2 separate regions of the Danio rerio genome follow, and region 2 is linked to region 1. A link is a contact called in public HiChIP or PLAC-seq data. All regions are on one chromosome and are shown on one strand. The core of a region is the stretch at or near the end of the contact, and the rest is flanking DNA. Distances in the headings are between cores, read along the strand shown.

Region 1 (4,432 bases), core at 1,303-3,802:
TTAAATCAGTCTCAGTGTGTACATATTTAATTTTCAGCCCAGCGATGAGTGGAGAGTCGGGATTATTCTTTTTTTTTTCTTTGTTTGTTTCTATTGAGCTTTTAGGTTATGTTTTTTGACAGCAGGGTCGGGCGAACACTTCTTTTATGGATGTGCTAATTTTATCGAACTCAAAATGCTTCTTTTGTAAAGTAAATGTGAGCACAGAAAGAAAACGAGACATCTCTTTTTTTTTTTTGTAAAACATCAGCACCGAATCCTCATCCCACACTCAATCTGTATATTGTTGCATGACGGACCATCTGAACCTGCTCGAAAAAGCTCCAAAACACACAGCGTGACGTCCCTTTACACTCTCTATAGCGTCATCTCTGTCCACTAACGTGTAAATATATATTGTGTCCGCCCTCACATTTCCCTGTCCTCATTGCTGTACACCATCTTCCTTTGGCGCGATGTCTGTGCCTTGTTTTCACTGTCTGTAGATCATAGGGCTGTTTTTATTCACTCTATCAAATGGAAAGTGTACAAGTGTTGAGCACATTTTAAGAGCTAAATAATAATAATAATAAAACTAGACTACAGTCTTTGGGTTATTATCTGAATTCCTTACTAATTATTTCATTGGAAATAAAAGTTGATATGTAAGATAGACCTGTGCTCTTTGTGTCTTTTATATCAAGTGTCTCTTTTAACATTTTTTGGTGATTTGTGTGTCATTTTGTGGGACATTCTACCAGAAATGTACATTTTCACCAATAAAAAATGTGACAGGGCCTGTCCTTTAGGCTTCTTGTCCTCAAAAAATAAAAAATAAAATAAAAAAACATACAAAACAAGCATCAAGTCATACAATTCAATAATAGAAGGCATCCTTAATCACACTTTCAGCTTCTCTCCTCCGTCAAAATATGTCACTTCCTCTGAACATAAAATGCGTGCAATACATCTTTAAGGCTATGACTTAATGTAATGCAAATGTGACAGGATTGACAGAAGCATGGGGACAATTGTGAATTTATTTGTATTATATATTTGTAGTATTTATTTGTAGTATGTAGAATGAATGAAAACAGCTTAAACTTGCTGTTTCTGAAGTTTTTTTCTTCTAAAAAACAGTTTTTAGCATAACAAAACTGTTAAAGCTGTAGGTTCATTTGGGCTGAGGACAAAGACAATCACAGGGTTTGTACATTTGTAAAGTGTTTTAATAAAGAAAAAAAGTCTGAGAACTAAACAAATAACATTCCTTTACAGAACAACTCACAGAAATCAGTCCATTTTAGATTTTTTTTTTGTGATTAAATACTTTATATACACTGTATTTATGTTTTTATTTCAGGGACAGACCATGTACGTTTCTGGTAGAATGCCTCTTATGCTGTTGTATTCAAGTTCTTTATTGCCTGCAGTGCTGTTTTTGACCGCGTGGTGGCGTAAGAGAGACAAAGAAGGACTGATCCAGCCAAACTAATTCATAAGAGAATAATAGAGACATTTAATTACCTACAAGATAAAAAGCTAAAACTACAATTGGGAGAATATTAGAATTTTTTTTTATATATTAGACCAAAATGATCTTTGGGAAAGTACTGTAGTCTTACCATGGTTCAGTGGTGCCTAATCTTGATGTCTAGTTAATTTCATGTTTGTAGTTCATAGCTTATTAATAGTTATAATAGTTACTTATAAATAAATAAATAAAAAAAAACATTACAGCATGTTTTTTTTATTTTTTCTCAATTTGTTGGGAAAACGTACATTTTTGAAGTAAAAAAAACCTTACAAAAAATTTAATGTTTGTAAGTTATTGATTTAATTGTTCTCTCTTTCTCTCTCTCTCTCTCTCTCCCCCCCCTCTCTCTCTCCCTCCCTCTCTCCCTCTCTATTTCTCTCTCTCTCTCTGTGTAAGTGAAATGTTATTGCACCATAAAATAACTGTTCAAAAGTAGTTTATAATTTAATTTAATAGTTTATTCAGTGATTTTAATGATGAATTTACAGCTTCAGTACTTCTGTCTTCAGTCACATGATCCTTCAGAAATCACTCTAATATTAATTATTATTATTATTATTTGAGGATGTTATTAATAAAAGCTTACAAAAACTACATACAAGTAATAAATATTTAATAAATAAATATGTAACCATTTTTGTAAAAAAAGATATATATTTTTTGTAACATTTAATAAATGCTGCCTAATATAATGCACACTTTACAATAAGCTACATAAGCATCTGTTTTTCAATCTGATTTTTTTTTTTTTTTACATATTATAGAATATCATAATAGAAGTTATTTAATGTCAATAGTCTTAATAATTGTAACACATTTGTCAAAGGCTCCATTAGTTATTGTAATTTTTGTTAATGCATCCTGAATTAATAAGTCCTGCAGATCTCAGGTGTGAAGCGCTTGTATTATTTACTCACGTTTCATTTCTCGCGTCATGATTGGATGACACAATGACGCGCGTCTCTGATTGGTTGAGATGGTGCTGGCAGGAAACTGACGGCACGCTCAAAAGCACTCAGCAGCACCGCTCTCTGCAAAGCAAACTCATACAGACTGATAACAGGACACGCGGCTATTAGCGCTGTGCTTGACTGATTTATACATCTGGGAAATATTATTTTGGGTACAATTTGGTAAGTGTCTCGAACGCTCTTAGGTCGTGATAGACTCAATTTTGCATTATTTGAAAAAAATATTAATGGCGGACGTATCTTTATTTTCAGGGAAAAGTAAAAAATATTTCAAGGTGGACTAACAGCGGAAAATAAACAAACATGGTGAGTGTTCTGCTTTTACTTGCTTGCTTGACTTTATTTGGACACGTATAAGTCTTTAGAGATGATTATTCATATTTGTAGCAGTTGTGTATATAACTTACTAGGGGAAAAAACACACAACGTGTGTACTCTAGCTTTTATATAAAGCAAAAACAAACCAAAAAACATCTCTTTTTTTTGTGTAGAAAACTGGGTACTCTAGCTTTATATAAAGTATATAAAGCAAAAATGACTTTAATAGTAGTAAAGAAAAAGAGACATCTCTATTTTTGTAGAGAAAGTTGAACTCTAGCTTTATATACAGTATATAAAGCAAATAGATGACTTTTTAATAGTAGTAAAGAAGACGAGACATCTCTATTTTTGCTAAATAAAAACGTGTCCTCTAGCTTTAAATGCAGTATATAAAGCAAAAAAATTACTTTAATAGTAGTAAAGAAGATGAGACATTTACTTTTTTTGTAGAAAAATGTGTACTCTAGCTTTATATACAGTATAAAAAGCAACAAAAAAAAAAGACTTAAATTGTAGTAACAGTAGTAACGTTAGTAGTAAATGACTAAATGTCTGATTTGCTTTAAAGATAGTTTGTTGCAGCTTTTACAAAGATTTACTGTAGTAACAACTACACAAAATGACGATTGTTCAAATTGCACATTTAAAATAAGCTGAAACAAAACAATTAAGTGGTCCAAAACAAACTCAATAATGGTGTTGTGTTCAATCAACTTAAAATTGTAAATCTATTAAGTTAACTTAATTTCTCCATAGAGGATTTTTACAGTGTAAACATGGTGTTGTGGTAACATGAAATTGTATTACAAATGAAAACAAATGCTCAGAGTAGATCCTATTTTGCGATTTATTATTGTTTGAACAACCATGGAAAAACAACAACATTATTATTATTATTATTATTAATATACAATTGTTAGTTTCTCAGCACTTCCTCTAAACTGTCAGTTGAATTCAAATTGAATTCCTTTGTTCAGACGCTGCATTAATATTCAGTACTAACTCCAGTATTAATGTGGCATTGTCTGGTGTATTATGTGCCTCCCTCAGGCATAATAAACTGTCTTCTACTGTAATCTGGGTAGTGAAATAAAATGTAGGTTTTCAGCAGTGATGAAGGTTAACCACCACCCAACTTCTATGCATTTTTCATGGCCTCTGGCAACCGCTGGCTCTATACACACACACACACACACACACACACACACACACACACACACACACACACACACACACACACACACACACACACACACAGAGAGCCAAATGGCTAAGATCTCACAGCTGTGATAACAGCATTGGTCCTATAGCTCTCCTCAAACCCGTCTGCAGTTTAAGAGCTGCTTCACTTAGATGGGTGTTTTTCAAAAGCATTCCTGTAAAATTCCGAATGCTTACAGCTATGGCAGAGATGGAAGTGAAAGTAAAGTAAATGATCTGAGAGCAGGGAATGGTATCGCTGGAAAACAGGGGCTTTCTATGGTGGAAAGGTGTGGACCCTGAACTGATTGAAATCTCTTGATCTGGCCAGGCCTGGACGAGGGGAGTCTTTTGATGTTGATTTAAAGAACTAAGGATGGAATTCTGTGAGTCGAGACATTCTGGAGGATTTAAAGCAGAGATG
Region 2 (4,432 bases), core at 1,405-3,904, 180 kb before region 1:
ATTTTTCGTGACCATACCTCGAGAAGTACATGTTAGGAGGCAAAAATTGAATTTCTGATGCTGTGTACAAAAATACTTTGGTCTGTAAACAATTGAAAAACAAATTTTGCATTAAGGTTTAATAATTATGACCTTAAAATGGTTTTTAAAAACATTAAAAACTGCTTTTATTTTAACCAAAAAACAAACAAACAAAACAAATAAGACATTCTTCAGAAGAAAAAATACTTTAGGAAATACTGTTAAAAAAAAAATCCTTGTTCTGTTAAACATCATTTAATAATTATTTGAAAAGAAGAAAAAAAAAACAGAGGAGGGTTAATAATTTTGACTTCCCTGTATTTACAATAACGGCTAATATTTGCTGATTAATTAACAGTCGTAATATTGTGTCTTCATCGCTGCAGTGGATTCAGCGGATGGTTTCTCCCCCCGTGTTTTACATGTGCTACTAAATTCAGTCTGCATTCCATGGCACAAATAGACGGAGTGTTGGTGAACAGCTGCAGTGGTGAGGTTTATCCGTATAACCTCTGCTCACCCCACACACACACACTTCCAGGACTATATTTAAAGTGTATGGAGACAACGGGACCCTGGACATCAGCTGACCACCAGTAGCTCTTTCACTACATTGTGGAATGCTTAATCTAATGTGAAAATGTGAACAACAATGTGGACACATTGATGAGAGTTCTCTACCTTTATGGGGACGTGCTGGCAGAATGCAGATCTCAGAGGAGAAAAAGATCCATGAAGACTTATTTGAACTTAGCTTAAAGAATTGATTTATTCATTTATTTTTACATTTATTTATTTGAATCTAATATATATATTTTTGTTATTTATTTATCATGACTTTAATATTTTTTTAAACTTTATTTTAATTGTAATTTTAAAGTTTAATTGAAAATATATTTTAATTATATTTATTTATATTATATGTTATTTTTATATGTTATCATTTGTTTACATTTATTAATTTAAATCTAATAAATAAATCTTTTTTATTATCTATTTATCATTAATCCAATTTAATGATTAATTTTTTACTGAAATTTAATTGTAATTTTATACTTAATAAAAATATATTTTCTTTATATTTATTTATATTATATGTTTTTTAATTATTACTTTTTATTTTTTAAATTTATTTATTTTAATTTAAATATTTTTTAAATTTAATAAATATTTATATGTCATTAATTAAATTTAATAATATTTTTGCTTTATTTTAATCGTAATTTAAAGTTTAATTGAAATATAAATATTTTATTTATATGTATACATATTAGGTTATTTTTAATTATTATTATAGATTATTTTTACATTTATTGATTTGAATCTAATAACTTATTTATTTTATTATTTATTTATCATGACTTTAATTCAATCATTTACTTTTTTTTACTTTATTTTAATTATAATTTAAAGTTAAAAATGTTTTATTTATCTTTATTTTATCAAATGTCATTTTTTATTATTATTATTATTTTGTTTAAATGTATTTATTTGAATCTAATAAATAAATGTTTTTATTATGTATCTTCACTTTAATTTAATAACCATATATTTTTACTTAAATTTAATTGTACGTGTATTAAACGTTTTATTTAAAAAATTATATTTCATTTTTATTATATTGTTTTTAATTCTTATTATTTTTTACATTTATTTATTTTAAACTAATACATAAATATTTATTTATTATTTATTTATAATTAATTCAATTTAATCATGTATTTTTATTTAAATTTAATTGTAATTTAATGTTTAATTTAAAGTAAATATTTTTATTTATGTTATATGTTATTTTTCATTATTTTTTATTTTTTACATTTGTTTATTTTAATCTAATAAATACATATTTTTTTCTTGTTTATGTATCATGACTTAATCATTATTTTTTTACATAAATTTAACTGTAATTTAATGTTTAATTAAAAATATATATTTTATTAAAATTTATTCATATGTTATTTTAGCTAATTTTGTGCAATAAATTAATCTAATTTTAATGTTTATTTTTAATTTCATTAGTTTTTCCTTTATTTAAATGTATATATTATATTAATATAATAGTATATTTATATTAAATGTATATTTTACATTTTTGTTGTTAATTCATCTAATTTGTTGTCCTTTACATTGAAACAGAAAAAATATAGACAGTATTTTGTTCTTAGACAGGTACAGGTATTGTATATCTAAACGATCCCTCCCCTTTCTTAAAATTAATTAATTTTAATAAAACATTTTAATCATTATTATTATTATTGTTGTATTATTATTATATTGTGTTGCTATGTGCTTCAATGTTAAAAATCTTCTAAATGTTAATATATAAATGTTACATGTAAATTTACTGACAAAAAAATTAAGCAGAATTTGTAAAATTATATTAAATATATAAATGTATTATAAATACCCATGTAGTGTTAATATTATTAAAATTGTACTTATATCTTGTATGTTTTAGTGTTACGAATTTTTGTTTATAATGTAGCCTACCGATGAACAGGTTATCAACACAGTCCTTCTCTAGGAGTGGGAGTGACCACTAGAGCGTCTCCTCAACTCCTATTGGTCGAAACCCTCATAGGGCGGGACATAAACAACCCCCACTACTCATCCATACAACCTTCTTCAATTCACTTCATTTCTCAAAGCTGTGAGAGACGTGCTTTGTCTCAATTGTGGACAAACCACACGAGGAGAACAACTGCAGGAACATTAAACATCCAAAACACTGGAAATTTAACCCAGAAACATCCTTTTTCGTCACACTCGACAGGGCTTTCTGATCACTGACCGGTGAGTAACGTGTGTTTGTGTGTAACGTGTGAGCTATTACTTTTAAAGAGTATATTTTGAGGCTAGGGAATTAGAAAACGCAAAGTGACTGAAGAAAAACACCGCAGTTAAATGTAAATGATGTGGAAATTGACTTATTGTGAATGTATACAGTTATTGTGGACGCAAATGCAGCATGTTTGATTCCTTTTTTGATGGTCTCATAGGTTTTTTTCTCATAGGTTATACCTATGTAAAGTAGGTCTGTTACGTTGTAAATAAATCAGTGACGTCACGTTTTTTTTGTCGTGATACGCTGACTGTAATGTTTTATTCAGTGATATAATGTATTATTCAGAAATACATTAAAATACAACCAGTTGTGCACCTTTTTTATGATGGGAATGCTTTTAATTTCCGATTAAAATTCATTTAATATAGATATTACAAAAAATAATAAATTGAAATTATCTAAAAAATGCTGAAATGCATTAATTGAATGTCAGGTTTCGTTAGAAACATTTTTAAAAACTTTTTTTTGAACTTTTATTATAATATTTAAAATGCAAAATATTATCAACATTGGCTAATTTGTCAGTAATTGTTCAATAATGTATTTTCTCCTGTTTTATGGCTAAACAAAACATTAAAAGAATAATTGTCTGACAATAAAACGTATAATTAACTTTTAGCAAAGGATAATGAGATCTATAAATCTATTCTTTGCATCATTTGCTTGTATTTTCTTTCCATATGTGCCCACTCCTTATTTAAACAGGACTTGTAACATATGTTTTATCCTTCTGCTGCCTTCCCAAATAAGATTTGCATCCTTGTTGAGTTTAGGAGGGCGAACTTTGGTTTTAGATCACCTTGAATAAACACGTCATATTGGTATATATCTGAATACATTATATGTATTGCAATATATTGAATTTTGGCTGGCCAGATGGCTTGTAAGGAGTCTGTGGAATCCCTTATGGTCAGGGAACGAGAGGTTAGAGGTCACAGAGAAAGTGGAAAATCACCAGTAGAATAATTAATGAATGAATATGACATGTTTGTACAGATCCCAGATTAAAAGTCAGATTTTTGATGATTTGTGTTGTAATAATTTGGCAAAATCTATAGGAGGTGTGACCATGTGATGAAATAAATGTCTGTTTTTCAGCGGACGTCACTGTAAAATCAATTATCACGAGTAAACAAGAATATTCCAGCATTTTCTAAAGACAAACACATGACATCAGCTGAACGTGACTGACCGGCGCTCACATTTTGTCCTGGTCCTGGATGTAAACATGCGCATTCATTGAGGTCAGAGATTTTGACAGACGCCAGGTCACTGACCTTATGTCCAAGGCCAGAGATGAGCTCGTGATTTTGCAGGTCCAGCCGTCATGTCTGAGGCGTTGAAGTTCATTTACATTACTGTAGGGCTGCACGATACTGGAAAAATCTCACATTGCAGTATTTTCTATGCTATATATAGTTGAAGTCATATTTCATCTAGAATAAAAGCTATTTTTTTAAAAACCATTTCAAGGTCCATATTTGTTAGACTCCTTAATTAATATTTGTTTTCGATTGTCTACAGAACAAACCACTGTTATACCACAATTTGCCTAATTACCCTAAC

What was found. HiChIP or PLAC-seq counts read pairs in DNA pulled down with a chosen protein or histone mark.
Region 2: an H3K4me3 HiChIP or PLAC-seq map of embryo shows a contact between it and region 1, with 4 times the contacts expected there. The contact joins the promoter of slc38a3b here to the promoter of inka1b in region 1. A contact is called at or near these places in 1 of 18 Hi-C or Micro-C datasets (skeletal muscle) and 1 of 4 datasets of contacts at active chromatin or transcription factors (embryo).

Annotation. Positions count from the first base shown.
Region 1 is chr6:55,776,178-55,780,609 of GRCz12tu, reverse strand. It overlaps inka1b (inka box actin regulator 1b), which reads left to right and starts at 2,552. Exons shown (of 3, transcript NM_199788.1): 1 at 2,552-2,649; 2 at 2,740-2,793. The coding sequence starts at 2,791. gnai2b (guanine nucleotide binding protein (G protein), alpha inhibiting activity polypeptide 2b) reads left to right here. Exons shown (of 9, transcript NM_199842.1): 9 at 1-652.
Region 2 is chr6:55,955,902-55,960,333 of GRCz12tu, reverse strand. It overlaps slc38a3b (solute carrier family 38 member 3b), which reads left to right and starts at 2,654. Exons shown (of 16, transcript XM_009302723.5): 1 at 2,654-2,814.